Regions from separate parts of the Mus musculus genome. Here regions 2, 3, 4 and 5 are each linked to region 1. The links are chromatin contacts, called in public Hi-C and HiChIP or PLAC-seq maps. All regions are on one chromosome and are shown on one strand. Each heading gives the region's core, a stretch centred on a gene start, on an enhancer-like site or on the middle of the called end of the contact. The rest is flanking DNA. Distances are from core to core; before and after follow the strand shown. Region 1 holds the start of Mb21d2 (Mab-21 domain containing 2). Region 2 has its middle 7.6 kb from the start of Mir690. Region 3 overlaps Atp13a4 (ATPase type 13A4). Region 4 holds the start of Atp13a5 (ATPase type 13A5). Region 5 overlaps Atp13a5 (ATPase type 13A5).

Evidence for each region. Hi-C and Micro-C count contacts between places; a contact is called where the count stands out from the background. HiChIP or PLAC-seq counts read pairs in DNA pulled down with a chosen protein or histone mark.
Region 2: an H3K4me3 HiChIP or PLAC-seq map of forebrain shows a contact between it and region 1, with 4 times the contacts expected there. The contact joins the enhancer-like site here to the promoter of Mb21d2 in region 1. A contact is called at or near these places in 1 of 39 promoter capture datasets (hippocampal neurons), 5 of 484 Hi-C or Micro-C datasets (cerebellar granule neurons, cerebral cortex, cortical neurons and 2 more) and 1 of 115 datasets of contacts at active chromatin or transcription factors (forebrain).
Region 3: a contact with region 1 is called in a Hi-C map of cerebellum, with 2.2 times the contacts expected there. The contact joins the enhancer-like site here to the promoter of Mb21d2 in region 1. A contact is called at or near these places in 5 of 39 promoter capture datasets (cranial neural crest, hippocampal neurons, liver and 1 more), 3 of 484 Hi-C or Micro-C datasets (cerebellar granule neurons, cerebellum and cerebral cortex) and 7 of 115 datasets of contacts at active chromatin or transcription factors (SST interneurons, astrocytes, embryonic forebrain and 4 more).
Region 4: a contact with region 1 is called in an H3K4me3 HiChIP or PLAC-seq map of forebrain, with 5 times the contacts expected there. The contact joins the promoter of Atp13a5 here to the promoter of Mb21d2 in region 1. A contact is called at or near these places in 4 of 39 promoter capture datasets (the 3T3-L1 cell line, cranial neural crest, hippocampal neurons and 1 more) and 6 of 115 datasets of contacts at active chromatin or transcription factors (astrocytes, embryonic forebrain, embryonic hindbrain and 3 more).
Region 5: a contact with region 1 is called in an H3K4me3 HiChIP or PLAC-seq map of forebrain, with 4 times the contacts expected there. The contact joins the enhancer-like site here to the promoter of Mb21d2 in region 1. A contact is called at or near these places in 4 of 39 promoter capture datasets (cranial neural crest, hippocampal neurons, liver and 1 more), 2 of 484 Hi-C or Micro-C datasets (cerebral cortex and nephron progenitors) and 5 of 115 datasets of contacts at active chromatin or transcription factors (astrocytes, embryonic forebrain, embryonic limb bud and 2 more).

Annotation. Positions count from the first base shown.
Region 1 is chr16:28,928,438-28,933,502 of GRCm38.p6, forward strand. Mb21d2 (Mab-21 domain containing 2) reads right to left here and starts at 1,261. Exons shown (of 2, transcript NM_177718.3): 1 at 1,016-1,261. The coding sequence starts at 1,226.
Region 2 is chr16:28,590,118-28,594,841 of GRCm38.p6, forward strand. It overlaps a transcript of Fgf12 not described here. Among named protein-coding and RNA genes, the nearest start is that of Mir690, 7.6 kb to the right of the region's middle. Within about 2 kb of position 3,119, at least 24 of the 459 cell types and tissues checked have an H3K27ac peak or open chromatin away from gene starts, as enhancers often do. A contact at or near this core is called in cerebral cortex, cortical neurons and forebrain, where this site is marked.
Region 3 is chr16:29,395,707-29,400,946 of GRCm38.p6, forward strand. It overlaps Atp13a4 (ATPase type 13A4), which reads right to left. Exons shown (of 30, transcript NM_001164612.1): 30 at 332-887. The coding sequence ends at 687. Among named protein-coding and RNA genes, the nearest start is that of Atp13a5, 20 kb to the left of the region's middle. Within about 2 kb of position 3,610, at least 2 of the 459 cell types and tissues checked have an H3K27ac peak or open chromatin away from gene starts, as enhancers often do. A contact at or near this core is called in cerebellum, where this site is marked.
Region 4 is chr16:29,377,101-29,381,920 of GRCm38.p6, forward strand. Atp13a5 (ATPase type 13A5) reads right to left here and starts at 1,632. Exons shown (of 30, transcript NM_175650.4): 1 at 1,375-1,632. The coding sequence starts at 1,437.
Region 5 is chr16:29,329,276-29,333,802 of GRCm38.p6, forward strand. The region is part of intron 7 of Atp13a5 (ATPase type 13A5); the gene reads right to left. Among named protein-coding and RNA genes, the nearest start is that of Atp13a5, 47 kb to the right of the region's middle. Within about 2 kb of position 2,231, at least 18 of the 459 cell types and tissues checked have an H3K27ac peak or open chromatin away from gene starts, as enhancers often do. A contact at or near this core is called in embryonic limb bud, forebrain and second pharyngeal arch cranial neural crest, where this site is marked.

The sequences.
Region 1 (5,065 bases), core at 11-2,510:
TCTGTCCTGTAGTTAAAAGGCCTTTGTCAATCACAATTACCACTATCTGAAAAATTGACTGTGGAAACCTTTGGAGAGCAAGGCTCCTCCAGTCCAGCCCTGCTGAATGTAAACCACGGGGCCACCACTGCTGCATGACAGCGCTACACACTCGAGGCTCCCAGCAGCGGATGCTCATTCTACAACTCAGAAGCAATAATCCCACCGCAGGACGCCAGGGATAGGGTTGGATCCCCGGAACCCATTATTTTTCTTCATCTTTCCAGACCCGTCGGTGAAGAGCTGGGGGATACGGTGGGAGAAATTTTTCTAACCCAGGGCTGCCCAGAGTGGGAAACTTGAGCACCTCTTAGCCATCAGTAGGACAATACACAAAGACGAGGGGGACAGCGCTCCTCCGCGGCCAGAGCTCTGAGCTTGGTCGTGTTCAAGCAAGGAATTAGGAATTCCAGCTCAGCAACAACCCGGAGAAGCACCGGAAATGCTTCCGACCCCTTCAAAGGGAAGTCGATTTGCAAATCAAAGTTGGAGGCAACTCCGGGCGCCCGGACTACTTCCGCGGGTTACTCTGGAACACCCAACAAGTTTGGCCACCCGGGGCTCGGCGTGACAGCGCCGCGCCGCAACCACGACAGAAGCAACTTGTCGCTCCAGCACGGGTCGGCCTCCACCACGGCCGCCCGGGGTTGCAGGAGAGCCGGTGTCAGCCGGCCGGAGCCGCTTGGGGACTCCCCAAGCCGGGAGGCGTCTCCCGCCGCCGCCTCACCTGCCCGCCAGCCCCGCGGCCGAGGAACCAACAAAAGAGCGGGCGATCGGGAAGGAGAGGGGCACCCCGCGCCGAGCGCAGCAGGCAGGAGCGGAGGGGGCAGCTGAGCTGGCGGTGGAGAGGAAAGGGGACCTCACGGAACCAGGGGTGACACCCCGGGCAAACGCCAGAGCGGGGACCATAGCTTCCACCCGCTCCATCACACCCGCGCACACACGCATACTCACACATCCTCCCCGTTCTCCTTACCCAGCATGGAAAAGATGAAATCCTTGGCAGTGTGGATCTCCAGCGCTCTCTGGTCGTCGTATTCCCGCTGGTCGTGCCTGGTGAATTCCTGGATGAGTTTGTTCAGTTCCTCCACCCGAGCTCCAGACCTGAAATCCAGCTCCGGGAAGGCAGGCTTGTTGTTGCAGCCCAGGGAGGCTGCCTTGCTGGCGGTGGGAGCCGCCATCTTCATGCAAAACGCGCCGAGCGGCGGCTCCGCGGCGGCCGCGGCACCCACCCCCGCCCCCCACCCCGCCCCGGCCTCCCGGCGCGGCTGGGCAGCCCGGCCCGTGGGCGGGCTGGCTTCTGGACGGGCCCCGCGCCGCGCTGCGCTCGGGGCGGCCGCGCTCCTTCGCGGGAGGAGCCCGACTGCGGCGAGGTGCGCGTGTGGCCCCGGCCCCCGGTCCTCCCGCCCCCGCCCGCTGCGCCGCTGCGGGCCCCTGCCCTCCTCGAGTCCTGCCGGGATCGGTGGCGGCGTCCGGGAGTGGACTCGAGCCTCCCCGGGGGCAAGGAAAGTGAAGTGGAAACAATGTGAAATTCACCAGCGCTGAAATCAACAAGCTGCCGGCTCCGGTGTTACGGAGCCAGCAGCAGCAGCATTCCCATTTAAAGGGACAGCGCACCCGGTGGGAAGAAAATAAATAAATAAATGGCAGAGGTTCGCGCGCCCGGATCACTTGCCAGTCCGTACTCGGGCTGACGCGCGTGGTGTGGACGCTTTCTTTCTCCACCTCCACCCCCGCCCCTCTTTAGGGGCAGGGCTTGCCAAGCGCATCCAAGGAGAAAGGAGTCTTCCTACTCTGATCTTAGGGCGGTGTCCCGGGCGAAAACGTGTCTGTGGGCGCCTTTCCAATGTCCATCCCGAGAACTTTAGTACCTTTGCTTGGTGGAAAAATATAAAATGTACCTTCTGTCCTTTGTCGCCTAGAATGATAAAATCAGCGAATCAAGAAGGGGTGCCAGTCATGCCGCGTATAGATACTTCCAATTAACCACTCAAGTATCCTCCTTACCTTTGCCCTTGGTAATTAGTTTGCCTGGGTAACAGCTCATTCAACTTAACATATAGTGCCTTAATGAGAGCCAACCTGCTCTCAGACAGATAGGAATCCAAATGCGGAATGTGGGGGAAGGAAAACAATGAATTGCCCCAGGGTACAAGGAAGATGGGAGTGGGAGAGGGAGTCTCCCTTTTGGCAAATAGAATTTGAGCACTCGCTATTAGCCAGACCGGAATGACTGGGATGAGTCCTGGGACTTAGCCCTCACCCTCACCCATGTCCCCACTGGAACTAGGGTTTTCAAGACAAGACTGCTGTAGTCCAAGTCTAGTTTATCAAGACCAAATGGCAGATGTGGTTTTAATGTTCATGTGATTCACACACTTAAGGAGGCCTATGGACCCCTAGGAACAATGGTGAACTGTCCTCTATCCCAGCCTGTGGTCCTATCGGCCCCTTTAATTTTCTTACCTGAGTTCTCATCACTGAAAACTCACATTACCTTGTAAGACCTGGACATCCAGGCCCTGCCATACTTACCCATGTGAATAGGATAACCATTACATCTTCATAGGCTGCTTTAAGAATTAGGTGAGATAAGACTGGACGGACACCATTTATTATAAAGAATGACACGTTAAGTAGCATGTTAAGTAGCCATTAGCTGTATCAGCTTCCACTGTTGATACAAACTTTAGGGTCCTGGGGTGAGTGTGTGTGTGTGTGTGTGTGTGTGTGTCCCTGCATTTACATACACTGCATTGTTGCCTGGTGCCTGCAGAGGTCACAACAGGGCATCAGTTCTCCTGAAACTAACGTTCCAGACAAATGTGAGCTGCCCTATGGATGCTGCGAGCTGAACACAGGGCCTCTACTACAAGAACAGGTGCTCTTAATTGCTAAGCCATCTCTCCAGCCCCTCCCACAGGATCTTTACAAAACACAGATTTGTAAAGATCCTCCCCTGGAATTTCCCTGCCTCTTCTTTCTGTTCTGTAAGCCCAACCAAGGCCAACCTCATCCTTTCTTGCTCTGATAGCTACTCCAGGCCAGGCACAACCTTTGCCCCCACAGCTGAGTAGCAACCCTGTTGCACTCTTAACAGAAGCTTGCATGTGACACCTATGACTCCAGCTTGCCTTCTCATTGTTATTGCAAGTCCCACATTGTGAGTTAACTGGCATGCATCATATTCTGTGCCTGATCCCCAGCCCTACATACATGCAAACTCGGGACACAGACAGAGTCTATATAAAATAGTCAAAACACTTTCCTCTCTTAATTTCCAAAACCGGCAGTAAGACGTTGCTCCTTCCTTTTTGCTGCCTTTTCTTAAGATAGTTGCATCATAGAAAGTCATCGGGTTTCTAGCAGAAATCACTCTCAAATGTGAACTAGGTCTGAACTTGGTGGTTTAGAATGAATGAGATCATCATTGTGGACACTTCTTGCTGGTCAGTCAGATTAGAATTCCAGGAATAATAGACCTCCACTGAACCTATTTATATTGAGAATGTTACTGAATGGGAAATACTTTATAGATCTGAGACAAGATGGCATAACCATCTCTGAATTGCAAAAAGTTAGAGGAAAATAGATAAGGAATGCATTTCCTCAACAGACTCTTGGATCATGCTTTGTCCTCTATGTCCTTGGAAACTCTATGTCTCCATCACATATGCAGGCAACTGGATTTAGCAGTTCCTTTTCCACTTTATGTCATATTTTTTATTGTTTTTGTTTTTTAAAGGAATGGTCTCACTATGCTGCTCTGGCTAACCTTGAACTCACTATGTAGTGAGGTTGCCATAGAACTCTGTGTAGGAAAGGCTGGCCTGGAACTTAGAACCCTCTTACCTCTGCCTCCTGAGTGCAGAAATTACAGGTATGTACCTCTATGCTAAGCCATGTTGGGGTCTAAATTAGTGTATGGCAATGGACAGACATCATCCCTTAAAGTCTCAGAGGTCATTGTTTAGGTGACAGCAACCACTCCGGGCAATGTCAGCCCCCAGTATTTCACCACCGTTTAAGAGTTGTTATAAGTAGACTGTTCTTTGAGTGAAATTAATTCCTTGCATCCCTTTTCATCTCCTATGCATGGTATAGGAGGTCAGAGAAGAAACAGTTGGAAAAGGTGAAGAGAAAGAACAGTTTCTATCAGAGCCATTAATATTTGAGCCTTGTAATAAGTATGCACGGAGGGCGGGAGGACCGCCATCTAAGTAAATACTCAAGTAGGGCTTTCTTCACATCCCCCTCCAGCTTCAAAGCAATCAGAAGAACTCCATGTCTCCCACTGCGGAGAGGAGCTTGTCCATTTTCCTGTTGTCACAAGCACCTTGAGGAAGAGACTTCCACGTTGCCTCTCTGGGGCTGTTTGTTTTGAAATACAACTCTGCGGATTCATGGCAAACCCTCAGCTGAGTGTGTATTAAAAATAGCAAGCTCCACATTCACATGACGAAGTAACAGAATATAATTTTAACCAAAGTTTGTCTGGCCTAACAGGGATTTAAATAGCAGTCCAGACCACAAAGATGTGCCCCCATTGGCCAGGCCGTTCATGGTTCTAGCAATGGAAATGACCCAGGTTTCTTATGATTTGCCAAATATGTACAGAAAAACAAGAAGCAAAGATCACAGGCACATTGATGGCAGATAAGAGTCCCTCCACCCTCTTTCTATTGCAGATAGGAAAATCAGACCACGGAAAGAGAGCCTTGCATAATGGGTGGAAACAGCACTGTTTGTATTTTTTCATACTAATTTCAAATTTAGTAAATAATTATTGAATTTCCATAGTGTCAGGGGGCATGGATATCTCCATCCAATGACACAATCGTCGTTAAGAAGGATGAGGAAAAAAGGACGGAAGGAAGGAAGGAAGGAAGGAAGGAAGGAAGGAAGGAAGGAAGGAAGGGAGGGAGGGAAAGAGGGAGGGAGGGAAATAAATATCCCTGGGAAATGCACTTATTTCACACGAGACTTACATATTAATAAACCAGGAATTACTGAAGTTTGGAATCAT
Region 2 (4,724 bases), core at 1,869-4,368, 340 kb before region 1:
TGAACTAGACCAATGATTCATTGCAGTGAACATTTGCAATTAAAGATGTGTGGATACACTACAGCTACCATGATTATTTTCCTCTTTTAATGGGGAAGAGGGCAGAAATGATGGGATGGAGAGATGAGTGGGGCTAGGATGCATGATGTGACATTTACAAAGAATCAATAAAAAGTTAATATATAAAGGAAGGAAGGAAGGAAGGAAGGAAGGAAGGAAGGAAAGAAGGAAGGGAGGGAGGGAGGGAAAGTGCAGAGGCAGAGGCAGAGGCAGAGGCAGAGGCAGAGGCAGAGGCAGAGGCAGAGGCAGAGGCAGAGGCAGAGGCAGAGGCAGAGGCAGAGGCAGAGGCAGAGGCAGAGGCAGAGGCAGAGGCAGAGGCAGAGGCAGAGGCAGAGGCAGAGGCAGAGGCAGAGGCAGAGGCAGAGGCAGAGGCAGAGGCAGAGGCAGAGGCAGAGGCAGAGGCAGAGAAATCAAACAAACAAGCAGCCTGACCAAGGGATGAGGAGCAAGCTAGTAAACAGCACACCTCCACAGCTTCTGTATTGGCTCTTGCCTCCAGGCACCTACCCTTATTGAATTCCTGTCCTGTCTTTCTCCAGTGATGCACAGCAATGTGGAAGTGTAAGTTCAAAAAAAGCCTTTCCTCTCTAACTTGCTTTTTGGTCATAGTGTTTTGTCAAGGCTATAGATGTCTTAATAAGACAACCTACAACAATGGATTGACACTTGGAGTTAAAACCGAAGAAAACAAAACAAAACAGCATAATTAAGTGGAAAACAAAACATAATTTTTTAGCAAATAAAATAACAATGTGTTTAAGAAGAAATAAAACAGAAAAAGTAGAAATCACGCAGGAAAATGTAAGTGAAAAGGAACGCAGCCATAGAAAGGACATTAATAGCAGTCATAAAAAGACCAAAAGCTTAGACAAGTAACATGGGGCCATCCTTGAAAGGACTAGACAAGAAAACAAAGCCCAAAGTTAACAAAAGAAACTAATTACACAGGAAATAGAAACAGGATAAGAACTCAGCTCTTAATGTTGTGTTTTTTAAAAGAGCTTATCAGGCAAATCTTTAGACAGGTTAAAGAGAAACCTTGTTAAGTCTAAAATAAATAAAGCCATAATGAGACAGGGACGTTGCAACTTGGGTTATAAAAATAAGAAGGATAACAAGAGACTGCTAGAGAATTGAAAGGGGAGGGGAGAAGAGGGAGGTGAAGGGGAGAAAGAGTGAGGGAAAGAGAGGGAGAGGGAGGGAGGGAGGGAGAGAGAGAGAGAGGGAGAGAGAGAGAGAGAGAGATCCCTAGAAACATTCAACCAACCAAGCCAGTCACACCGATGATAAACCAAGCAGCTGGTGGATAGTTAAACAGTTTGACCTCCAAGGAGTCAGTGCTGCTTCCCCCAGCTCCTCATCCCTTCAAATTCACAACTCCCACATTCACCCTGTGCACAATGTCAGGATTTCATTCACACAATCCTGATTTCCTTTCTTGTCTGCAGCAGCTGTTAGTGTTTTAATGCAGCATCTGCATCAAATGAGGAAGGGCCGGGGACTTAACCGTTATCTTATCACTCCCTAAGGAGGAAAGCTGTCATGGTAACGTCTAGGGATACCACCTCCACTAGGAGTGGACCAGTGACAGTGTGAACACAGCTACACCCTGAGCGGCCACAAGTCACAGTCGGCAAGTGCATGTAGAGGCTGCTGAAACAGAATGAACCTATGCAGTTGCTCAGCACTCAACTCTACCATCACCAATTGCTACTAGGAAGCTCGCGCATGCGCGGCAGCAGTTAACACTTGAGGCAGGCTACTTGGAATACAATTCTTTTTTCCACAGATTCAGTCCCCCCCCCCCCCCACACACACACAGACTGGTAAATAAATTGATCTAATCTCAGAATGAAGGGAAGTGTGTGTGCAGCATGTGTTTGCTTGTGCGAGATCTCAGTATGATTACATTTTTCAAAGTTTTTGTTCTTTGAAACTATCAGAGATCGATTCTGAAAATAAGGTCCTGTGTTCCATTTGGACACGGGCTGCTGCTTCGGGGCTGAATGTTTCTAGCTCTTTGTGCTTCAGGGAGATTTTCCGTGAAGATTTAGGAAGATTTTCCCTGCAGGAGCCAGCAGCCAGGGGGACGTAGATGCTTTGTGCTAGGCCTCACAAAATGCTAATTGGAATAGAATCCTTGTCTTGCTTACGGAAATAAGCTTAAAATACTTGATCCTTGAGGTCTCCACACTTACAGCGATCCATATAAAACAGAAACCATTGTTCACAGTTCATTATCAAATAAAGTGCTGCTCCCAAGATAAGCTTGGGCAAGTTAAGGCCCGATGGGCCGTAAATGCAGCCTTGAGCTCGACACTCTATGCCATACTGGGGTGCTGTATATATTTTAAGTTTTTCTTTGATTGTGCAGAAACCTCAAGCAGAACTGAAACCAAGCCTCAAAGGAGGCTTCTGTACAGTGTGAATGTTTCCTAGGAATGTAAGCTCCTGGGACCACTGCTCTGGTCCTACCCCAGTCCATGCCACCCAATGTGGAACGCAGCCGCACCTCTGCTGACCTCTGAATGCTGAGTAGGGTCAGCCACACAAAGCCTTCTGAGCTGAGTTTTCCTCATAACAGATGCTCAGTGAATTGTGATTGTTTTTTTATCACCTGCTACACACACACACACACACACACACACACACGCCTGTCTCGAAAAACAAGCAAACAAACAAACATAACTGCTGTAATTCTTCAAATGGTATTACCAATCCTAGTCTCCAACATTTTCTAAGGTAAGAACGTTAACAACGCAAAGTCAGAACTCCAAAGCTGTATCCACAAACACCGGAAAAGCACAGCCTCATGGATACCTTGATTTCGAGGAGGCTGTTCCAAAATATTAGTTATGAGGCTGAAGGTTTGCATAACTTAGCTGTAGATGTCGATGCAAGTGTCAGCTGCAAATGTCCAGCCCCGCTGGATATGAAACATGGGTTATAGTCGCAGTGTGTTTTTTCTGTTAAGAAAATTCCTGTTTATAAATCTTTAAAAGTTTATAAAGCATTGAGCTACAAAACTCGGAACGCTGACAAGTACCAGAGCGACCACACGATGGCAGCAAAGCACAGCTAAACGAGGCAGAGGCGAGCCTATGGCTTCGCAGGAACACACCCACAAATTCCCCGTATTTTCCGGGAAGTTCGTGCTTATTAGTCAGCAAGATGACCATACTTCCGCAAAGCACTTCCACGTCCAGCAAACACTTCTTCCTCGCCTCTAGGTCACGCTTGTGAGTCCTGCAGTGTTAGAGCCTTCTGTGGGATAGGAACCCCAGGAAAGGGGAGGCCCAAGGAAAGGCAAAACTGCATGGGCGCGCGCGCACACACACACACACACACACGCACACACACACACACGTCACATCATCTATTACAGAAAGATTGAAAATAAATAAATAAATAAATAAATAAATAAAAGGAATATGCTCAGAAGAAACCTAATTCAACCTCAGAATGACATTTGCATTGCTGCATGCCTATAGCTAAAAGGTATGCAAACCTTCGGCCTCACAGGCAATGTTCTGAAGCAGCCTGCTCAAAATCGAGGTGTCCACGTGGCTGTGTTCTCCAGGTGTTTGTTGGGGACACAGCCTTGGAGAAAGGGGTGTTGACACTTTACTAATATGTACCAGTAGGCTCTTTGCCTCCGTCTTCACAGATAAGCCTTCCATGTGCCTCTTCAAGAGAGTTCTTAATTTGATTTAGCATCTACCCAAATCTGCAGGAATGGTCTTACCTGGGGAGGGACATCATCAAAGATCCTTTCCCAAGAATACCACATTTATGAGAGCCTAGAACTAGTATACGGACATTGGATATAATCTTTCAGGGCCTGCCATATGACGCTGGCAACATTCCCATGACCTTCCTCCCTCCTGCCTATGGGAAGTTTGCAGATATGTACAGTACCACCCTGCAGCCCATCCTCTTCTTTAGCTGTCTCATATAGTAAGTTCTGATTTGGACTCCAGTCTGATACCTTCCTGCTGTATCCATGTGTGGTTTTCCCTTAGGGTTGATCTCACATATAAAATTAGGCAGTTAGACAAGCCAGCTGTCATAAAATCAAAAGGGCACTGGAGCAAAAGGGAATGGCAAATGGAGCTGTTTCAGTGAAGTGAGGTCCCTATCGCCTGGTGATGACTGTTGGCTGTCACATTGTCTGAGCTCTCTTGTCGGTTGCATTAAACACTTGCCTTGTGTCAGACATTGCCCTAGATTGTAGGGATGCAATGATGGCCAAGAAAGATCCTCTCAGGGAACCCCATCTCAGTCAGATAGTCAGAGCCTTGATCTAGTGTTCAAGGTCTAAGGAAAGGGCAGGAAGGCATAAGGAGTCCCTCCACAGAACTGTGAGTCCTCAATGCAAGAATAAGTATTATTAGAGCCAGACAAGAGAAAATGGTAGATGCAGAAAAGTGACTGTGTTTAAAGATGCTCCCGTGGGAAACAGAGAAGAGATGGGTATCTCAGAATAAAGAATGCCACTAAAGGGCACTAAGCAAGGATCAAGGAAGGATCTTGTCCACAATCAATGGAAAAAGTCAGGTATTGAGAAACTGAGGTCAATTTACTACACGTCACACTTGTCATTCTTACCTTTTAAGATGCAGAAGTTAGTTACCCAAGGTCACGTGAAGAGAAAGGGGCGGAAT
Region 3 (5,240 bases), core at 2,360-4,859, 470 kb after region 1:
AGCATTTCCTTCCTGATCTGGTGAACAAAGAGTCCCTGTGTTTTAATGGAAGCATCATCACTCCAAAATGATCGTCACCCTGTGGACAGCTGTTCCAGAGACCTGAAGCAAGAGAAGAACTCAAGTACCTTAAGACACTGAGATGAAGGGGTGTGTGTCATTGTAGTAAATATGCAGAGCAAGACCAGAAGGAGAAGGGAGGCATGAATCTGAAACTGAATAGAGGAGACTAGAGGATGCTTTTCTTTTGTTAGTTTTCCCACCAAGCGATAATTCAAAACTGATCCTTAGTGTATTACAACTCTATGAATACACACTGTGTGACCTTCCCTCATTTTATTTTATTTTATTTTATTTTATTTTATTTTATTTTATTTTATTTTTGAGAAAGACTTATTCTAAGAAGATATGTTTTCCTTCTGATATCTGCCAACCCTTTGGCCCATTGCAACACTTGCTCCATTCTTGGTTCAATAGGTGTCACCAATGCACCAGAAGCTAGGAGGAATGCCATCTTCTGGGGACATTGTTCTCCATAGACTCCACCTGAGCAAATTTAACTTGTCCTGGGAGTTGGGAGTATAGTCCCCAACTCCAACTGATAGTGTTGAGTCAAATTGCTTTAACATCTCTGAAATGGGTTCTTTTTAGCTTCATTTTGATAACTGTTTAGGTATCGCTTTCCTTCAAAGTTGCTCCTCATTGCTCTCAAACACCGGGTTGCTGTAGGACACCCCCTGCATGTCAGAGTAGGAGGTTTGGTTCAGTGGGGGCCAGCTTGAATCATTTGCCAAGTTCCTCTGCCATATCCGATACTGACTTTTTGATTGATAACCAAAACATCTTTTGACTGCTATCCACAGAGCTCGGTTTTCAATAATGGCCTTCTGTAAGATAAAAGATAAATAATTTTGTGAATTGAATTACCTAAATGAGTTCCACAGATCATAATCACTGTTTCAGTGTTTGTTTAGATTCAGCTGAACAAAATTCTTGAGCCTAAGCAAATATTGAGTAGTTTTGTAGCTATATTCTTAACCTGTCCTACTTAAGAAACTCAGCTGGATGGAGGTACTTTAAAAAAACCTGGGGATTAAGCTGGAAGCAGCCTACCTCAAAGATAGTTCTAGGGACTCTCACATCTAAATTAAATTAAATTTAATATCATTCAAATTCTATATTTCACACCATACCACATCTAATTCCATGTCTTATGAAATGACATTTTGTATAATGTTTAACATTTCATAGAACTGAGTGTGTAGAAAGATGCACGATGTGTCTTTGATATTCTTCAGCAAGGCACTGATAACCATGAGCACAGGTCTATGCCATCTAAGTAGAGGCTTCAGTCTTGGGGTTAGAGAGATCTAGATTCATTTCATAACTATGACTATGGCCAGGTCGTTAGTCTGAGACCTGTGTCCAATTCCCACCACTGAAGAAGAAAACCTGAGCCTGTTGGGTTAGAAATAATAATCCCTTCCTTCTATGTGCTGTAAGGATTATACAACAGCCCTTCTAGTGCAGGCAAAGCAGGGCAAGGCAGGGCAGGGCAGGACAGGGCAGGACTGGCACCCTTTCCTCACCCTGCTGAACTACTTTTTTAACTACTGGTTGTCTACAGAAGCCCTGCCTGCACATGCTTTGCCATCACTAAAATGCATTGTTAATAGTATAAGAGTGATGCCTCTTGTAAAACATTTGGGGCTAGAGAGACAGCTTAGCAGTTGGGAGCACTGGCTGTCAGTTGCTCTTGTCCAGGACCAGAGTTCAATTCCCAGCACCACATGGCAGATGACAACCATCTGTAGCTCTAGTTCCAGAGGATCTACAGTCCTCTTCTGTCCTTCTAGGGTACCACATGTGCATGGTACACAGACACACATTCAGAAAAAACACCCATACGCATACAAAAATATAATTACAAACATTTTGGACTGCCACTTCATTCCATAGGTTAGTCTAAAGCTTAAGTGAAACTAGTAATAAGACAAATGACAGAAAAGGTTAGTGTGTGTATGTGTGGGGGGGTCCATTTTATCATATTTTGTCTAGAAGTTGAATATCTTAGTTAATTTCATAACAGAAAATAAGAACCTGACAAAAATACCTGACTTTGGTGTCCATCCAGTGTATCTTTTACAGACAGACTTAATGAGGAACTATAGAAGATGTAGATTACTAAAATCTGCCTATTTTTGTTTACATGAGATTCATTACTGCTGGAGACAGCATACCATGACATAGATTGTGTCTGGGACCTTGTGAGGCAGGAGAAACATCTTTCTAGGGGACCTGCCATCAGAAATAAGAAACTACCTGAAGCACGCCTGGATGGAGACATCTCAGAAGCCCGTGAGCAGCACATTTGTAAAAAAGTTATTCCCATCTCTCCTAACCTTAGTCCTGAACAATGGCTGCATAGATTTCATTTGTGTGTGACTGCCTTTCAGTGACCTTGGTGTGCATAATTACTCTATTATATCTGGCTTTCCTACTTCTTTCTCCTTCTGCTCTGTGAAACTAGATGTTCCTTGGTGCAATGATTCTTAAACTATCAAAAATTGAGGCACGGGGCACAGCACAGCACAGTCCTAATGGCCCAGGTGCGTGCTGTGCGCTCTCATCTTGGAAACAATGCAATAACTGCACAATGGTAGTTTCAGATTAATGTCTGACTTGCAAAGAAATTATTAGAAAATGAGACAGAGCCATGTACTACTACAGTCATACAGTGTCTATTACCAGAAAGTGAAATTTATTGAAACTATGAAAATCATTAGTATAAGAGACATAATCAAATGGAATAAGGGAACACAAACACGGGATACTTTAATTCAGAAAGGAAAAAGCTATAGAATCATTGTGTACAATGTGCAGAAGCAGAAAGCTAGTGGAACTGCTGACTGAAGGGTTAACCTGACTCTTTCTGGCCACTGCCTGGCAGCTTTGCCCATCTCATTTATCATTAGAGCTTCACAGAAAACCGCATGTAGCTGACCTCAGAGCTCTGAGCTCTGAAGTATAAGGTAAACGTATAATAAGTTAAGGTTTAAATAATGATACGTTTGCAATTATTATTTTGGCCATGGGCCTAGGAATAGGGAAAGCTTGAAACTTTGGGGAACAATTGTAATTCTTGATTCTTTGTGAGATGTGATCATTCTTTTGAACTTGACACATTTGGTAATGGTTACACAATGTCTTTCTACCTGCTTTTTGGAGTAACAATAAAAGACTGGGGCAAGTTAAAGGTGAGGGAGTGTGTGTGAGAAAGAAAGGAGAGCGAGCAGAGGAGGTGTGTGTGTGTGTGTGTGTGTGTGTGTGTGTGTGTGTGTGTGTGTGTGTGTGTGTGTGTTATGTGTGTGTTATGTGTGAGTGCAAGAAAGGAAGCATACAAGAGCGCAACCTCCAGCCCAAGGGGGGGAGCCAAAGTGTGCACTGCCTCCAACTACAAGCAAGCCACACAGAGAGAGCAACCTCAAGCTTTAAAACTTGCCAGTCAGTTGCCAGATATCCCTGCTTCCAGCTGAGAACCCTGATCCTGTGTCAAGGCTGGACCTGGCAGCAGACCTTGCCAGAGTCTTTCTTTCTGAACACTGGAAGGCTTCTTGGCAGAAATCAAGACTCAGAGAGCCAACTTCACCTTCTGGCCAACCTCAGTACTTACCAGACAGACCTAGTCTACCTTCCCGGATCAGAAAAATGGTAGCTCTTCTCACAAACACTTTGGACTGGGAAAAGGCAGGGTCACTGAAGCCAGCTACAAGATTTTAAATATAGCAGATGTAGAAAACCTTAGCCTTTTTCAAACAAATTAAAAGAAAGATGAGATGTGGTCTCATTTTCCTCCTTATACCGAGTGTGACTACTCCCTGCTTGTCATTCTCCAAAGAACAACTGATGTGATCTGCCTTTTGACTCTGCCTTGCAAATTAATTGCATAGCTAGACGCAAAAGTGAGGCTTTGATGAGAATCCATTTCTTCCAAAGAATTTTATGTAAGCTTTTTCAGCCGACTACTCAGTTCTTAAGTACTTATGTACATATACATGCATCCACAGTAATAAGGAAGATGGGTATTATTAAAGCTATTCATGTGAGCGCCCGTGCTTCTGAGCAGGCAGGGCATGAGATTCACATAGTAAGGACTAAAGTCTGCTTGATTTCTGGGTTACTGTAAGATTAGCCTTAGAGCTAGAATTAGATCCAGGACTCAGAAGACTAGACAACACTTAAAACTCTGCAACAGAGCCAGCCACCATACCTGCCCATCATGAGAAAACTGTTGGGACTATGTCTAGCTAAGCCTGTCCTGGCCAGTATGATGGGGTTAGCTCAGCTCATCCAGAATTCCTTTCTATATTCTGGAACAGAGTGTATATACAGAGCCACCTAAGGAAAGACATCTTGCTGAGTCCTTAGTGGTCTGCACCTATTCTCTTAGGCTCACTCACCACAGGAGGCAGGACAGAATAGCACCTGTCAATCTCAATTATAATAGCCCTCTACCAAAGACTCACTACTCTACTCCGCTAAGCACCAGCTGACCACAGGGAAAGGGATTACTAAACAAGTGGATGCCATGGGGAAGGTGTCTAAGGTGGAAGCTCCTGCTCCCCGATGCTGTTTCTCCGTTTGGAAGGGACTGGCAACCCACAATAAACATGCACGTGTGCATCACCATTTCTACACTCAGCGTGGGAACCAAAGAAGATGCCTAGCTCTTGTGACAATTACCCATCCAACGGCTGGGCATGAACAAGGTCATTTCTGATGTTTGTTTAAATGGCTCTTGCCCAACTCCTACTAGAATTAAGCAGGATTTTAAATGCGATAGCTACCAACACAAGCCCTCGCCAGAAAAGCTTAATGGCAAGCAAGAGAAGTTTGTATGCTGACTTCACACAGATTATGAGTCCCACCCCTCTGTTACCTTTATCCTGAAAATTTGCCCTAGGATATTGATCTAGGGGTCAGTGAACGGTTGTGGAAAGAACAAATGTATAAAGGCATGAAAGATTGACAGAAACAAAGTAAGGAAGAGTAAGCGCCACAAGAGATAATGATGGCTTACTGCTTATACTGTTTTTTTGTTGTTGTTGTTGTCATGTTTGTTTCTGTATGCATTTGAGGGCTCCTGTTTATTTTTACTTGTTTTGTTTAGGTTTGGAATTTTGAGATTGGATCTCCTCATACAGTCCAGTCTAGCCTCAAACTCGATCTTCCTACATCAA
Region 4 (4,820 bases), core at 382-2,881, 450 kb after region 1:
TTAATTTCTCAGAAGTCCAAATAAGAAGTAAAAAGGAGCACATAGAATTAATTTATATAATAGATTCTATCAAACTTAATCTACCCTAGAATGAATTTGTATAATAGATTCTATCCAACTCAACCTACCTAAAATATCATTTCAATCCATAACCAATACAGAAAGTATTAACGGGATATTTTAGCTAAATTCTAAGTTTACCATGTATCTTACACATCGGGGGGCCTTTCAGTTTGGACCAGCTACTTTCCTAGCACTCAAAAATACACGAAGTAGCTGTCTTAGTGCACACCGTAGCTGCAGCTGTAGTCAGTTACTGACATTAGATTACTAAACGAGGATAGCAGGGCTATAGGTAAGGCTTTTCCTAAGGAGTGAAGAGAGCAGATGAGAACCTGATGCTGTCTGATATATGAACCAAGGTTCCGGGTCCATTTAGGCCTTGCTCACTCTGCTCTTGCTTTCCCTGTTGTCTCTCCTTTTCTCATCTCCTACTCTCATCCTTCTTTATAGCAGAGTCACTGCTTGAGTGTGGGCAAGCCGGGATATAAAGAGTCAAGGAGTGAGCTGGATTTCCAGCCTGTCTAATGACCTTGGTTGAGTTACCTAACCTCCTCCGTCTCAGATATCTTTCCTATGAAATAGGATTAGTTCCTTCAGTACTGGGTTGTAAGGATTAAGTGAAATCACAAATATAAACTGCTCAGCATCAAATGGACACTACAGAGCTTTCGAAATTTTAGTGGCTATTTCTTTAAGATTTAAATAAGTTTAGAAGAAGAGGTAATAGAAAAAAAAAGGAGGCAGAAAAGAAGGAGAAATTTTTAACGTGCTAAAGTCTGAGACTAAGTGTGGTTTCTTCAGCCAGCACTCTGTGCCTCAAGCCTCCCTTGATCTCAATAAATAGGTGACTTCATCCCAGAGCACCATAGCCTGCGCTATGCACACAAATAAGCAGAAGAAGAATAAGAGAAGAAGAAAGTTTCCAGTTTCACCAGTTTGTCTAATGCCATAGTGGTCAGGGGGTGGTCAGGGGGAGAAAGCTCAATGAACATCATTGGAGGACATATCCCTAGGACTCTGCAAAGTGTCCAGGAAAGGGCGCATGGTTGCTTCTCAAGGACTCACTCAGCCATGCAGAGCAACAACTTGCTCAGTCTCTGCACACGTACCACCACCACCACCACCACCACCACCACCACCACCACCACCACCACCTCCACCTCCACCTCCACCTCCACCACCGCTGATGTCACCAGAACCAAACTGTTCCAGGTCCAGAACCAACCCTGCTGCTGCCACAGTCTCGGCTTTCCTGTACCTGCAAACAACCCTTGCCCACTTTGAGAAAACAGAAAAAGAGGGGGCACTCACCAGCTCATTCTCCTCCCCTTCATTGAGCACAGCCTGGTGGCCATCCTTCTTGCTCTTCTCCATTAAGAGCAGCGTGTGTAGGTTCTTTCTGACCACTGTGTGAGGGAATGTCAAAGCCACCTGAGCCTCTGTGATTCAGGCACTACTTGTCATCGCTGTTCTCAGGTGCTTACAAAACCTGCTGGCACCTTGCCCGTTAGAACAATAAAGAAGACTGAGGAGAGCCTCGCCTTGGCCACAGTATTGGTCTGTTCATTTATCTTCTTGATGTGTGTTTTTCTTCCTAATGTTTATTTACTGAGCTACATGTGAAGTGCCTCCAGACCAAAGGAATGATGGGGGGTGGGAGGAGCTGTTGCACTAGAAAGTAATTTCACATGCTGCCCATGGTAGTCCCTGCCAAGAAGTGGAAATGGCCACCGTACTAAAATCACAAGACAATAAAGTCCTGTTTGTCTTATGAGTGCTGTGGAAGCCTGTGGAATTTGGAGGAGCTGTTAGCTTGGTGAGAGTGTTGATGGAAACTGGAAGAAGAGATTTGTAGGACACCTTCTGGAGTGGGGGGAGGGGTTGAATGGAGCTCTAATCCCCACTCTACTGAGGACCCTGAATAAATCCCTTATAGTTTGAACTTCTGGTTTCTGATATGTAAAATGTCAGTGATAATTGTAGGGCTGAGACGAGGGCTCGTGATGATGTTTGCCAAAGGCCAAGTGCAACTTCTGCCACCTCCAGTGAGAGGCAGGTAATCACCTTCATTGCAATCACAGCACTAATCAAGGAAAATGAACTGCCGAGGAACCTGACTCTACAGTTTACAAAACCGGAAAGGAGGCAGAGCAAGAGAGATGAGTATTAGGGATATAACCTGAATTCCCCACCTCTGAATAATCACCCCTGAATTTGATATTTTTTCTTGAAAGGGGTGAGAAAATGGATCCATTCTTGGGTTAATTGGTGAATTAGTAGTTACACACATACATACTCATACACACAGAGAGAGAGAAAGAGAGAGAGAGAGATGCACACAGACACACACACAGGCACACACAGACACACAAACACACACAGACAGACAGACACAAACACACAGAGAGATGCACATGCACACACGTACAGACAGACAGACACACACAAACATTTTGCCATTTTCTTTGTGGTTTCTTGCATTTAGTCTACTGAAGGGAAACCTTGTCCTCCTGTCCATGGGAGGAAGTTGACTATGGTAAAAGGCATTAGAAGACTGCACTGTTCTTTCCATTCATTAAAATTATCTCCTGTTCCTTGAGTGGCCTATTGTGTCCTCCTGGACATTCAGGACAAATCAATGTAATTCCCAGCCCTGGAAGATGTCACTCACTGCAGAGAACACATACAGAGTACAGCTTTTCAGTCTAGTCAAGTGGCTGAGGAGCTCATTAACCAGAAAACTAATAGGGTGCCAGGAGCTGCAGTCCAGTGTCAAGTCGAGCTCAGACTTGAGTATGAGAAGCATACATGGCCACTCTTTACCTATTACCTACAAACCCACTAAAGTAGTATCAACTTTGTGTCTGAGCAACATGACTAAATTAAATGCACCAATGAGTCATGGCTTGTCTAAAGGGGACCCAGGACCTTACTCTAAACAATGACAATATAATAAGGGCCACTGAGGAGACAGGTTAATCCAGGAAGGTTATCTTGGAATTCTCTTTCTTTCTTTCTTTCTTTCTTTCTTTCTTTCTTTCTTTCTTTCTTTCTCTCTCTCTCTCTCTCTCTCTCTCTCTCTCTCTCTTTCTCTCTCTCTCTCTCTCTCTCTCTCTCTCTCTCTCTCTCTCTCTCTCTCTCTTTCTTCTAACTTTTGTTCTCCCCCCTCTGAAAATGTATGTGAGGATGCTGTGCTCTAAGCACATAGATTTTATGACCAGGAGGAAATAGAGTGTCTCCAACTCTCGTGCAAGAGTCTTACTCAATGAAGAGGGTGGGGAAGGTGGAACAGGTTAGAACTGCACGTCATGTTCTCCTTAGCAGAGACAAGTTTCACATCACCCACTTCTAGGTCTAAAGGGAAACCAGATTTGGATGCCTGATCTAGATCTCAAACCTCTTTTGTTATTGTCTCTACTCATCATTATACCTTACTAGAACATTCTACTTCATCAATACTATTGAGTTACCTACATGGGGAAAATGGTTTTTAGCATTTCAGGGCTTTCCTACTTTGATACCACAATCTTCAATTTGTAAAATCTTAGAGATACACCCTTATGAGGAATGGGTACATGGAGGACAGTATGTTAAGGTTTCTAGAGACCAGTCTTGGAAGAAGTATTCTGTACTTATGCCAAAAGATGGGTTGTATCTCAGACCACACTTCCCTGAAAAGCAGACTACAATTATAAACCAGCTGAATGCCAGAAAGAAGATAATGTGGATTTGGGGGCCACCTGGCAGTCAGTCTCAGAGAACAGCAAAAGGATAGAACAGCCCAGATCTCTAGGGACCCACAGCACAGAAAAGTACAAAATGACAGCACACTCGAAAGAATCACGTGCAAGGCAGTACTGAGGAAGGTTCAAAGGCTTACAAAAGTGAGGGGAGGAGAATTCAAGAGTCTATAAAGCATGTAACAGGAAGTGGAGAGGTTATAGTATCTCACTGAATGGCCTACAATCACCTTGCAACAATTACATGGGTAAAGAAGGCATGTGAATGTCGGTACATGGCCAAAACATGTAAATGCCCAGTCCCTCTGTACATAGGTAGAGCCAACCATCCCTTTATTTTCCCATCCAACAATCCTACTGAACCAAAACAATCCACAAATTCTCTCCAGATACAATAGGATGGAGGTGGCTTTAATAAACACACACATGGCTGCTCACATTGCAAACATGGGAGTGTTCTTTCCCATTCTCTATCTTAAATATCAATTTGGGGAATCAATACATTAGGAATTTTGTGCCAAAACCATACACAAGGAGAAACAAAATCGTATTATCAAGGAACACAATAGGAAAGAGACCCATAACTCCTAAGGGTGGTCTTTAAGTGGCTGGGGAGATGGGTTAGCAGTTAACAACACTGGCTACTCTTCTAGAGGACTCAGGTCTAATTCCCAACATCCAAATGGCAGGTCACAATGGTTTCTAACCACAGTTCCATGTCTGTCCTCAACTGGTTTCGGGCACTCAGGTGATACGCAGATGTACATACAGCCAAAGTAACCATAACCATACATGTGTAAAAACATGTAAGGGATTTTTAAATTGTGTGTGTGTGTGTGTGTGTGTACATGTGATTTGCAGAGACCTAATAACGTGTTTAAAGAGTCTTAAATAGGCATTGCATTGCCTACTTGGCTGCCCATGTGCAAAAGGTTGTAAGTCAAATGCCTGTCAATCATCAGCATGGGGAAGCTGGGACCTGGAAAAGGAGATAGTGTGCTGAGGCCGTGTTCACAG
Region 5 (4,527 bases), core at 981-3,480, 400 kb after region 1:
GAGTCATGCTCTAGATTTGAAATCCCAGTGCTAGTATAAATGAGACAGTCAGTCTATGCCACTTTTGCTCATCCAAAAGAGGAGATGGTAGCATATGGCTTTGGAGGAGGTATTGTAAGTTTTCAGCTAAGTCTTACAAAGCCCTCTGTGCAAGATCGAGGTGCTGAGAGCACATGTGTGTTAGCAATCACTCAGGGAGAAGCTGCCGGGTAAAGTAGGGTGACACAGTAACCAGAAAGTTGACTCAGCAACTGAGGTGGGACTGATTGAGATATATCTGTAAAAGGTGGAGGAGCTGGGAAAGACTCTGGAGAGGAAGCAGTCACTCCAAGGACAACATGGAGCCAGGAAGGCAGAGATAAGAAGGGATTCAGTCCACACACTCCCCATATCGACATGGTGAGGAGGGAGATGTGAGGACCGAGCCACATCAGCAACTGTGGACCAGGTGGTCAGCTGGGAGAGGTACCTGCTCCTTTCTAGTGGGTATCAGAGAACTGGATGTCTCTAAGTAGATGCAAGTCAAAATCCTGCTGTTGCTCTTCAAATTCAGTGTTAAACTAAGCCACATAGAACACTTTTTTCCCCCTTTTCTAGGTTAAATTACTTTGATCTATTCTTTGAGTAACTTTGAATGGTACAAATTTTGCCAGACTGATAAGCATTGTGCACAACTGTGTGAGAGTGCATGATGAGTTCAGTATTAATATTTATGCAAAGAAAAGAATGGGATTCACTTTAGTTCTATGTGCAAAACTAAACTTCCCAGTTTAAGTCAATAACGTGGAAGAAGTGAAGGGACTGTTAGCTACATATCCATCACTGTAAGATGACTCTTTGGGTCCTGACCATTGGAGCAGGCATCTATATCACCGGCAACTGAGTGAGTCAGCCAAGGTTCTGTGTAAAGGACCCTGATTTCAATCAAGGAGGTCTGACTTGCTCCAGTAGCCAGCCATGGACAGTGTGTGTGAAATGCTACCACAGAAGCTATAGCTTCTTTGGTAAATAGAATAATAACTAATTCTTGGTAACTAGTCAATAATCTAGATACATCTGAAGTTACCCTCAAGATTTAAAGTGTCATTCTGCTGGTTTGTTTAAATTGCTAGGGACCAAGCCTGCAAGGTTTCACTGAGATGTTTCATAAGATATTATAAAAGACTCAAATGATTATGTTTATAACCACTCATAATATCAAACAGCTACTACAAACTAACCACTGTGGTACACACTAAGGAAAAGATAGATAGATAGATAGATAGATAGATAGATAGATAGATAGATGATAGATAGATAGATAAATAGATAGATACATAGATACATAGATAGATACATAGATAGATACATAGATAAATATATAGATAGATACATAGATAGATACATAGATAGATACATAGATAGATACATAGACAGATAGATACCACAAAAATCCTATCTCTAACATACATAGAAACACAGAAGCCAAAAAGACTGGGGTAGAAAATGCTGGAATACTTTGCCACAATCATGCACTTATTAGGCATTGAGGGTGCCGATCAAACCCACATCCACCTGACTCCACACACATTCAGTGCTTTCGTTCTCTTCATGCTTAAAATAGCTCCACTTCCCTTTCAGCGCTGTTTTTCCTTCTCAACGTCTTTCACTTACTTTCTGTTCAGCAAACTCATTGAGTCAATGGCACGATAACTTCAGCTGACGGGGACACTAATCAACACATTTGGAAGTGGGGGAGCCTGAGTTAACAGCGCTTGACTGTAATTCTCAAACCTCATTATGCTAGGAAGCCAAATTTGTTTATCAGACTTAGCATTCTGGGGAGGCTGCCATGCTTCCATGCCTTTGCTCGGGCTACTCCCTAGAATATTCAGCCCAGTTTGCTCCTAGCAGTCTCTTTCTAATCATTCACATGAAATGCTGTGTAAATATGACCTCCTTCAACAAGGACCAGATCCAGGAGGAATCCAGTGCTCTGCTCCTGGTTTCACACCTGTGCTGGAGCACTGATAACTTCCATGACAGCTTCTTGTCCATTCTTCCCTATGAGGCAGGCAATTCCCAGCGTAGAAAAGGGGCCATGCATTCCTCTTTGTCCCCAGACTCTGTCACACAGTAAGCCCTCAGCAAAAGTGTATCTCATAGACCTAGAGTATTCTACATCTCCTAATAACTCAGGGATAGGCTAATGTAAGCATTCTCTTTGAGCTAATGTACTCAGAAACTATAAGCATGGGTTTCTATGACAACCAGCCAGCCAGGAGTAGGCAAGTGCTGTGATGCTTGCCATGGCTGCAAAGCTCATTGCCTGAATTTCATCAGGCCCCCTCTGGTTTCTACAGTCCCTCTTCAGTGGGACCAGGATCAGTTTTCACAGCTCATTTGCATGCTGTTGTTATTCCACATCTGTTGCTGGATATCTGTTTTAGCTGTGGCTGGATTTTCTCCAGAGAAAGTGGAAGTAGGGCATTAACTCATATGCCCCAAAGCCTTGCTAGATCCTGACTGAAGACAAAGCCAGAGGTGAGGGTGTCAAGGGGTGCTCTCAGTACCATGGTAGCAGATGCACTCACTGGTGGAGCCTAGCTAGACTGCACACAAATACAATTCAAAGGTTTGTACTTCTACCTGGCTTGCACTCTCCTAACTTCTTAGCAAGGGACTACAGCTCAAGTGTTTCTTAGCCTCGCTAAGGTAAGCTTTTACCAAGCAGCATAGCTTGGGGTAGGGCAATCAGGCAGGTAGATTACGACGCTCTTAGCTTTAATTTAGAGAAACAATGAACTCATCCTAAAGATTTAACTGTTCCTTTCTTTATTCCTGCTAGTCTCCCCCCCCCCCCCATCAAATCTTACTGTTTTGTCAAAGTCCACAGGTCAGTTTTGGGGAGTGTGCTCAATGCACTAGTGAGCATACTTGACTTGGGGGTCAGGAAACCCTGTTCACCATTTCTTATGTGGATGTGTTAGCCGGAGGGAGGTTATACCATTGCATGTGTCCCATTCTACATAGGTTGTGCCCAACGCCTGTATAGCATGGCTATGGGAACCTATTGTGACCTATGAAATCATAAGCAATGTTAATGGTTGGGGGTGCAGGGGACAGAAGTTATTAAAGGAAGTATGCTCACTTGGTGTGGCTTTGCAGGATGCCTTACTAGTTAGGTCAGTTAGGCTTTGTAAACAAATATCAGCTGCTAATGAGATTAGTGTCTGTTTTCTAATTCCTATTCTTCTTGGCTCCTTTGTAGTAGTGCTATTTAAGCTCCTGTTCTCATGTTACCCCCTATTTTGGGCAAAGTAATTTAGGGAATCTGTAAAGAAGAAGAGACATTTTAATTACATTTTTTTTTTTAGATTTATTAAATTGTACATGTACATCTGTTTTGCCCACGTGTATACACATGCACCACGTGGGTGTCTGGTGCTCCTGGAGGTCAGAAGAGGGCACCGGATTTCTTAGAACTGGGGTCATTGTTGGGTGTAAACTATCACGTAAGTGCTGAGAACTGTTGATCCTAGGTCCTCTACAAGATCAGCCAACACTCTCAACTACTAAGCCATTTGCCCAGCCACAAACGTTTAATTTGGATAAGGAGTTAAAAATTAAAAATTATCTAACTTTAAATATTGCTATGCAATACTTCCATCCAAGATTTTAAAATTCTATTTTGCAATGAAGCTCCTTAGCAAGAAGGTAAATAACTCAAAATAGCTTTAGGAAGTCCCTGAAACTGTCCCCAGATTCACTAGGCCCCTCCCTGTTACAATAAGCAACAAAATCTGAGAGTTTCTCTTCAGGCAAAGAGAAGCTAAGCTACAAAGGAGACTCTGAGCCCAGATGAGCTGCCTGGAGAAGCAGAAGCTAGCTGATCTGACTGAAAGAGGTTTAGACCAACTGAGTCCCTTGGAAAGGACACTTCTCCATTCTCTTGAGCTGCCTGCAGGTTGTACAGTTCCAAGTTCCCAACTTTATTTATGAGCTGTCACCCATGCTTGGGTGATACTTGGTGATGCAGCTGTCTTTGAATAACATCTGCTCCTGTAAGTAACCCTTCACCATATTCCTGTAAGTGATCCAAAAACACACTAGTTCACCCAGTTGCACTTTGGTGGTACCCATACTTTGGATTGCTGTGGGATCCCTGTCTGGGTGTGGATTTGGAAAAATCAATGATCTCGTGTATTTCTGATTAAAAGAATTATTTCAGTTGGAGAAAATTACATAGCAGCATCAATTAACATTCAAATATTATCCATCCTTGGGTCTAGCAGCCTGGCTTTTGGTTGCTATGCTAAAAAGAAAGAAATTAAAAGTAGTGTCTTGTGTCTTGGTTAATATGTGACTTGAGCCACTGCCCCTCCCCAGTCTTAAGAATAAGACTATTATCAATCCATGTAGCATTCCTCACATCTAACTCACACACATCAGAGTCCTAAACACATCCAGTGAAGCCTCCAGTTGATGATCAAACTTTGAAAAGATGTTTAGATCTATTTGGTATTCCTAAAACCCTATCCCAAAAGT